Linked DNA regions of Sorghum bicolor: region 1 is linked to region 2. A link is a contact called in public HiCAR-type data. All regions are on one chromosome and are shown on one strand. The core of a region is the stretch at or near the end of the contact, and the rest is flanking DNA. Distances in the headings are between cores, read along the strand shown. Region 1 holds the start of LOC8066990. Region 2 holds the start of LOC8066922.

Evidence for each region. HiCAR-type assays count read pairs that join an accessible place to other places.
Region 1: a contact with region 2 is called in a HiCAR-type map of leaf, with 5 times the contacts expected there. The contact joins the promoter of LOC8066990 here to the promoter of LOC8066922 in region 2. A contact is called at or near these places in 1 of 4 Hi-C or Micro-C datasets (leaf mesophyll) and 1 of 1 datasets of contacts at active chromatin or transcription factors (leaf).

The regions. Positions count from the first base shown.
Region 1 is chr10:1,217,879-1,222,333 of Sorghum_bicolor_NCBIv3, forward strand. It overlaps LOC8066990, which reads right to left and starts at 1,704. Exons shown (of 1, transcript XM_021449144.1): 1 at 1-1,704. The coding sequence starts at 1,101.
Region 2 is chr10:1,172,282-1,176,885 of Sorghum_bicolor_NCBIv3, forward strand. It overlaps LOC8066922, which reads right to left and starts at 1,747. Exons shown (of 2, transcript XM_021449588.1): 1 at 1-1,747. The coding sequence starts at 1,457.

The sequences.
Region 1 (4,455 bases), core at 454-2,953, 46 kb after region 2:
GGCGTGGGCGTTGCTGCTATGGCTGTGCAGCAGGCCTCTAAAGATGAGGCTCCGGCAGTCCTCTGCTTCTTTGTCGGTCACCGCCGGCAGCCGCTCGAACTTCCGGCGCAGCAGCTTGAAGAGAGCGAACGAGAGGCAGAGCCTCTTCAGTCGTTGAACCTCGACTTGGGAGGCGAAGATGTCGTCGTTCTCGTTGAGCTCCCAGACTTTACCGACAGTGATGACGCCGCCACTACTGTCGCCATTGCCAAGGGAGGTCAGGTCGAGCTCGTAGCCATCTGCGGTTGGCTGCCGCACTAGCTTCTCTTCTCCCATCACAATGTAGCTGCAGCTCTTCAGTAGATCGCGTCCATTTTTGACCTGGCCGGGACCGGGAGCTTGCTCGACGTCGTCGTCGTCGTCATGGCGAGCACCATGGGCGGCAGCCTGATTCTCCTCATCACCAGCTTCTTCTTGCAGCTTCTTGGCCATGTACGAGTTGATGAGGCGGGCGTTCTTGCCATGGGCGTACGAGTTCTTGCCGATCTCAGTGTAGGCGATCCTCTGCACGACCCTAGTAGCACAGAGGATCCAGAGGATGGCGAACAGCGCCTTCCGGCCGGTGCTCCTGATGTTGAAGAAGACGAGACTTCCCAGCCAGACGACGCGGCCGGCGCGCTGGATGGAGCCGGAGAAGCCGCGCATGCGGATCTCGTCCACCTTTTTGCGGAGGAGCTCGACCAGGAGCATCCACGCGAGGATGAGCCCGGCTCCCATGGACAGCTCGGCCGCCGAGGACGAGAAGCTGGTGGCGCCGGCGGCGGTGGCGGTGGCGGCGTTCTTGGCCTCGGAGAAGAGGTAGGACATGACGGGGAGCAGGAGGGAGAGCGCCGAGGAGAGGAAGAGGCGGACTTTCGGGTCCAGCGTGGCGCTCACGTCGGAGATGCCGCTGAAGAGGTTGAGGTTGAAGAAGAGGCCGGCGAGCACGAACATGATGACGGAGGCCGACACCATGCTCGCCTCGTTGCTCTTCTCCGTGTAGGACGACGTGAGGTTCTTGATGTACCTGTCGATGGATGGCGGGCACAAGATCATCGTCGTCTGGTTACTACTGGCATCCATTGCTAGCTCCAAGCTTATTACTGGTAGTGGTAGCTCACAAAATTAAGCTTCAGTTTTGAGGAATTCTCTCCTGAGCTGGAGGTTGCCTATATAGGAAGGCCCTGCAACTGCAACTGCACATAGTATTGACCAGCGAAGGGAGCAGCAAGCTAGGTCTCGGTCGTGTGTCATTGGCAATATAATGTCACACATTTTTCTCCTTTTAGAGTGACAACAAATTCACACTTAGTTCACGACAAGGCGCGCGCGGGAGTACATCATGCACCGTACGTGCCGTGTGCCGGCCGGCGGCAAAACGCCTCCGGTGGCACGTTGAGCTCCTTCCCCGCCGGCGGTGATGACCAGCAGGAAGAACACGCGAGCTGGAAGAAGTCGTCGTCGTCGTAGTCGCAGTCGTCGCAGACTCGCAGTCGTTATCACCCGTCACCTGTGTGCCCTGCCTGGTGCTATTGATACGCTGTTTGGTACAGTCAACAGCTAGCTTTGTACAGTACTACTCATGCAGTCTGCCGGGATGTTTGTGTTTTTTTTTGGCTTGGCATGCATGTGGCCAGCCTTTTAGGCCTTGTTTACTTCCACCCAAAATTCAAAAACTTTTTAAGATTCTCCGTCACATCAAATCTTTAGACGCATATATGAAGTATTAAATATAAACAAAAATAAAAACTAATTGCACAGTTTGGTCGGAATTGACGAGACGAATATTTTGAGCCTAGTTAGTACATGTTTGGATAATATTTGTTAAATATAAATAAAAGTATTTTGTAAAAATTTTTTAGAACTAAACAAGGCCTTAGCTTGCACCGGTGCAAATAAATAAGTTTTTTTATAAAATTCGTTACCGGCTTTTATTAATAAGAGCGAAACTAAAGTACAGCATCATTACGTTAAAATGGCTTACATTGACGCAAGCTGTGCCCGCAGCCACCCTTTTTGCTCGGTGTGAACCCCTCACCACCCGGCTAATATTACAGACTATATACTAGGAATGGCAGCAACTGCACTACACGCACCCTGTTGATCAAAAACATTGTCCTACATGCTTGCGGCTAGCAATAGTTGCAGGCCTTTGTTCCCGGCGTAAGCCCAAGTTCCTGGCTCATCTTATATGCTGCTTTGGAGGAACCAGTAGTTTACAGGATAGTTGCAAGACTTTGTTCCCGGCGTAAGTTTCTGTCTCATCTTGTATGCTGCTTGGGAGGAACCAGTAGTTCCTCCCGTGAATTTCTTTATAAACCATCTGATATAAAAGTAATTAATTAAATATAATTTAGGATAGTTTAGTAATTTTAGTGCAGAAGAATATAATTTTTAGTTTCGGTCTATAACTTAAGTTCCTACTATTTACTTCCTCTTATTTTAAAATCATCGGATCTACCAAAACGGAGGTCTTCCATTATTTTCAAGGGCTGTAAAATTTCTCGATAAGTTTAATATACGTACAAAATTCTAGACGGTGAGAAATATTTAGACCAACTTGTTTAAGTATGCTTTGTACAAAATTAAACATTCTCATAATAACAAAATCAACTAGCATGCTTCCTAGCAAGCTAGGAAAACTCAGCGCACCATGCACGATTCATCTAGGAAAAAATTAGGTTCCTCTATTGTCAGTAGTGGACCCCACAAGTTTTTAGAAGCTTGTGCGGTTTAGTGGGCTAAGGAGCAAAGCGGTTCTAATCTCTTTTATACGAATGCTACACAAGATCTAGTGGGAGAGAGAGGCTGAATGAGTGGCTCCGACTAGTTGCTTTAGTGCTACCGGTCACTCTAAACAACGATAAGGATAACTCCAATTGGCTACTAAAGAAAACTGAGTTTTCTCAACACAATCGTTGTGTATAGAGAAATAATGAAGGAGAGAATTTCAGGAAAACAAGTGTTCTGGAAAGCGAAATTGCCACTGAAAATCGAAATTCTTGTGCTACTTAAAGAGAAGAGTGAAAAGACAATTCAATGAAGAGTGGGTGGAAACGAGATTTTAAGTGTAATTTTTGTGGCTTAAAGAAACTTTTCAACATCTTTTTTTTTCAATTGTCATGTGCAGTGGCTAGGTTTGTATGGAATACGTTGTTCATCACCTTTAACATTCAACCACCAAAAAGCACAATTCACATGTTTGGATCTTGGATAAGGAGTTTTGCTCGAGGGCTAAGAAATCAAATAATTGTGGGGGATAGTGGCAATATGTTGGGTCTTATGGTTGAATAGAAATGATGTCGTGTTTCAAATAAAGGTCATTTGCTAATTATTAACATCAGATAATTTCTAAGGCGGCATTTTGGATCAAGCAATGGCCCCGAGAGGGTCTTTGAAAGAAGGCTGCAGACGTCTAGAAGGTGTAGTGCTACAATTTTTTGGAGCTCGTGTGTGGAAGAATCAGAGAAGAATAGGATTGTAGAGTCCTATGGTTTTTGTATTGTCGCTCTCTCTAGCTAGGAGTTATGATCTCTCTTGGGTTTCTTTAGTGTACGTCTAGCAGAACTTTAGTCTAAGTACTCTTCTTGTATCATTTGGTCATAAGCATTTACTTGTGAATGCAAAGGTTGAAATGCTTGTAACTAAAAAACACAAGGTCTAGTGAACTTGAGTAGCGTGGGATCACAGAGGCCTAGGTCCGCCAGTTCACACCGGTACTAAGGACAGTTCCAATACTAAAAAGTGTTTTATGTTTATTAATTATTGAAGACACTACATTTAGAAACTATGTTTGGATTATAATTTGTACACAATAATTGTTTGTCCAATCACATGTCTTCTCCCTTCATTACCTACTAATCACATCTCTTCATGTATTGGTTCTCGCGTAGGCATGGTTTCTTCTCTAAGAAACTATTTCCTTATATCTTTTATTTCACCGTTGTGCTACGTCATATTTTTGCTTAATTGACACCCGAGCATCTCCAAAGGCTTTGGCAAATTGACTTGGCATTTGTTGCTATTTGCAAACTCCCATAACAAAATGCAAAGGATAAAAATAGGTCATCTCCAAGGGAATTGGCATTTGGACTTGGCAAAGGATAAAAATAGAAGGTCTCCAGGTGCGCGCGCTTTCGTCGCGTGTGACTTTGCTCGCGCGATCGGGTTTGCAAAGTCTTCCACAGCTTGGCATTTTTGCCAAGTTTGCTCACTCATTTGCCAAGTTGCCCAAATTGCAAACTCCAAATGCAAAACCGTTGGATACCTCTTTTAGAGTTTTTTGACAAATTACTCAAATGCAAACCTTAAATGCAAAACCCTTGAAGATGCTGAAGATAGAAACCATCTAGTTTTTTTGGTTGGGAGCGCTCTAACTAACTCCGTATTTGTTGCCTACTTAATTTGTTTGATATGCAATGGAACCCACATATGTTG
Region 2 (4,604 bases), core at 497-2,996:
CTGCACAGGAGCGACGCCATGAACCAGTTGGAGAGCAGGAAGACGACGAACTCCCAGACCTCCTCGTAGGCGAAGGAGAGGAGGAGGAGGATGGTGATGGACGTGTCCACGGTGGAGAAGAGGTTCTGCGGCGAACTCCCGATTTTGGCCAGGATGCATCCGGTCATCTTCATCAGGCCGAACGAGATGGCGTAGTTGTCGGCTCTCAAGCTCTGGAAAGCGTAGCGCACGTCGCCGTGGCTGCACAGGATGATGGTGAGGAGGCAGAAGGCCCACACGACGATGGGGAAGAGGATGTAGTTGGCGAGGAAGAAGAAGGGGCTGGCAAGCACCACGGGGTGCACGGAGTGGTAGTACTCGCACAGGAACTGGACCTCGCTGTCGAACACCTGGAACAGCGCAATGGCGCCGGCGGCAGTGGCGCTGGCGGTGTCCCCGCCGCCGCTGCCGGCCGGGGCTTCGTCCTCGCAGATAAGGCCTCTGAAGATGAGCTTGTAGCAGTTGCGGGTCTCCGCGCCGGTGATGGGGAAGTCCTCCAGCCTCCGGCGAAGCAGCTTGAAGAGCGCCATGGACAGGCACAGCCTCTTCAGCCTGGGGTCCTTCCCGAGCAGCTCGTCGCTCTCGGCGAGCTTCCAGATCTTGCCCACCGTGACGACCGTGGAGTCGTCTCTTGCGACGGCCTCCTTGAGCGCGTCATGCTCGAGGTCGTAGCCGTCGGGGCCGGCCTTCTTCTCCAAGTCCTCTTCGCCCGCCACGACATAGTTGCACCGCTTCAGGAGGTCCGATGATCCACCGCCGCCGTCGTCCTCTTCCTCCTCCTCCTTGAGTATCTGAGCCATGTAGGAGGCGACAAGCGTGGGGTTCTTGCCGTAGGCGAAGGAGCGCTTGGCGAGCTCCAAGGTGACGAACCTCTGCACCAGCTTGGCCGCCGCGAGCACCCAGAAGATGCCGTACAGCGCCTTCTTGCCGGCGCTCCTGAGGTTGTAGAAGACGAGGTAGCCGAGCCAGGCGATGCGGGCGGCGCGCTCGATGGTGCCGGAGTACCCCTGCGTGCCGCCGACAAGGATCGCCTCCACCTTCTTGCGGAGGAGCTCCACCAGGAGCATCCACATGAGGATGACCCGAGCGCGCAGCGAGAGCTCGGTCCCGGCGGCGCCGGTGGCGGTGGTGGCGCCCTGGTTCTTGGCCTCGGAGAAGAGGTAGGACATGACGGGGAGGAAGAGGGAGAGCGAGGTGGAGAGGAAGAGCCGCACGCTGGGGTTGAGGATGGCGCTGATGTCGGAGAGGCGGCTGAAGAGGTTGAGGTTGAAGAAGAGCGTCGCGAGGGCGAACATGACCACCGACGTGGCCACCATGGTCGCTTCGTTCCTCTGGTCGGCGTACGAGGACGTCAGGTTGTACACGAACGACTTCAGCGTTGCATTGCAGTATCCGCTGCTCTCATTGAAGTGACTCATCTTGCTTAATTTAGCTGTTAATATTGCTAAGGACACTAGGATATGCAATGCAAGAAGAGCTAGTGAACATAACTAGCATAGTAGCATTGCGTGCTTGTATATATATGCACTATATATAAGACGTGGGACAATGGGAAACGTGTAATTAGATGGCATATACCGCTAAACCAAGAAATTCGTGGTCGTTTGCTAGTGGACACCGCGCTCAAAACTAAGAAATGAATAAAATAGTCATTGTGGTATTCACTGTGATAAAGAACTACAAATTTATAATAAATATTGGACAAATTCTAGGTCTAGCGGTGTGCGCCGACGACCAATTTCCTTGAGTGTCCCGTAGTAAACTAATTTCCCTATATATATATATAATGATCTTGTAGAAATTGTATATCGTGATGAACACGAGATGCATGGCGTGAGTGCAAATCTAACGAGTAACGACCCATGTGTTCTGTGTAAGTATCTAATTCTCGTCATGATTACGATCAAAAAGAAATCTCATCATGACTGATTTGATGATCACCTCTATTCTATCGGAAAACGTGCATCTCTGCTCTTTTTAATCATTTTTTTTCGACTTTGGCTTTTAACCTTTTCCTTTTAACAAAGAGATCCAATGCTCCCCAATGACAGCATTTCCTTTTGATTTGTCAGCACGTTAATATTGCGGGGCCGCCGGGCCGGCCCTGGCTCTGTTTTTTTATCTTTAATTAATCCCTTCTGTCACAAGGGACATATTCAATAAATGTTCTATAAAATAAATCAGCCTCAGTACAAGCTTTTCCACAAGAGTGAATGAATATTGCAAAATTTAATGGTGTGTGTTTTTAGTGGTATATGTGACGTTTCTGTCAACAGTTAGACAACTGAGACGTGACTTCATTAATTTTGAGGATCTGTCGATTATGTTTATAGGGAATAGGGATAGTGTTTGTATGTATGCATTCATATAGAGGTAAGTGAACGTGTGTTGTAACTGTCTGCGTTGTATTATAAAATAGATCACAACATTGTCCATTGATTACTCAACATATATGCGGATGAGAATTTGGGCAAAAGTACCTATGGCCTAGTGCTTCCTAACACCCTCTTACATAGAAGAAGAAAGAAAGAGATAGTACATCAGTACATGTAGTGGTTAACGGACGAATCCAATCAAGAACTACATGCTTGTTCGCTTGTTAAAAAGTTATAGCTGAAAACAATATTCGCTGACTTGTTGCGAGAGAAAAACATTGCTGAATGACTAACAAATTCAGAAAATAAGCTCAAACAAACAAGTTTGCATTCAAATCATCGTGAATCTTATCACAAACGCTCAGATCTACCAAAGGTAGACCCAAAATTATAATAAGTAAAACGTACACATATATATATAACTCTCAAGAAAAATGAAGGAAGTTGGCAAAGACGAGACGGCGATGCTGTACATCACAGAACGGCGTACGGATGTACATATATTTTTTGATAAATAGTGGGTAGAAATCCGGCCTCCGTATCCACACACACACGTGGATATATACGGTAAACAAAAGACAGGTGTACATATAGATGTGGTATATAAAAATGCATGAATAATCAGCCGGTGCAATTGACTGGGCCGGTGGTGCCATCCAAGAAATTCACCGGAAAGCAGGACACCCTGACCGTGTAGGGCAAGGTAGGCACCCCGGCGAACCTGAACCACACCTTGGCCTCCACCACAACCCGGCAGTCAGGCCACTTAGGGACGCCGCCGGCGGCGGCGGCGTTGCTGTCGTTGCCCACGGCCGCATTGCCGCTGGCTCCTTGCGCCGGCGTCGATGACGACGGCGGTTGTGCCTTGACCGGCGCCGTCTCCTGGTTGGACTGGCCCCCTTCGACCCCGAACTTGACGAGGCTGGTGTTCCCCGGCGGCAGCCAGCCGGGGAGGACGGCGGAGGTGTTGACCTCCTCGGTGGGGACCCACTCCGTCTCGCTCCGCCAGATTTCGACGGCGAGGGAGCCGTAGGACACCGCCGTGCGGTGGCTGGTGTTGTTGGCCACCAGGGTGAGGTTGTAGTACCAGAAGCGGAGGACCTGCTTCCCGTCCTGGCTTGTCTTGTTTGCGTGGGTTATGTTGGCGTCTCGGACGAACAAGGCGACGTGCGCCGGAGCGAGGCTGATGGAGATGGCGGCCACCACGGCGACCATGGCCAGCATCCCCAGCAGAGCCGCCAGGATGTATTGCTTCGTGCTCCACCTGCTCATCCAGGGAACCACCTCCAGAGGAGTCGTCATTGCATGCACACGCGTGTACGCCAGGAGATGTGATATGGCTAGCTAGCTAGTAGCTATAGAGATTAGAGAGAGAGAGAGAGAGAGCCAGGCCAGAGTTGTACTCTACTATAGCTTGCTGCAGCATGCACGGATGGACGAATGCAAAGCGGGGCCGGGGTTGCTTGGCTAGTACTCAGGCTGCATATCGGTTGTGTTCCGGCTGGCATCGACCGGTCCCTCTGTATTGGAAGCATAGACAGATCGAGCTCGTTTTTTTTTGACAAGTCCAGAGCTCGTTTAGGAGAGAGTAAACCTGACAGTGGGTTGAAATCCAAACCAAACCCACACCAATCCAAAACATATATATGTGAAAATCAAATCCAAACCAAATTAGACCATGACTTCAATCATCCACACCAAACCAAACCATTTATACGCTAGACCCATTAAAATATATTTCCAACCCACCATTTCACCGGCACCTCATGCTATTGTTTATATTTAACCATAAACAAAAGCAAAAAATAAATAGATAGAATAAAAAATCATTGTAAACTCTATTATTTACAGCCAAACCAGTTCAGCCCATTTTAATATGGCCCAAACCAAACTGGCCCAACAGCTTTTTCAGCCTGTTTCAGTCCAAACCAATACAGCACAAAAGTAAAACCAAACCAAAAAAACCGGTTTTAACCCAAACCATTGTCAGGTTTAGGAGAGAGCTTCAGCTCTACAAAAGTAAATGAGTGTTTAGAGCAGCTCCCAACAGCTCCAGATATCCACCAAAACACAACTTCATTTCTACTCCCTCTATCCCAAATTAAATGTCGTTTTCGGTTTCCATACCGCAAGTTTGACTCGATTTATAGAAAATATGTGTCATATTTGTATCTCCAAATATATATATAT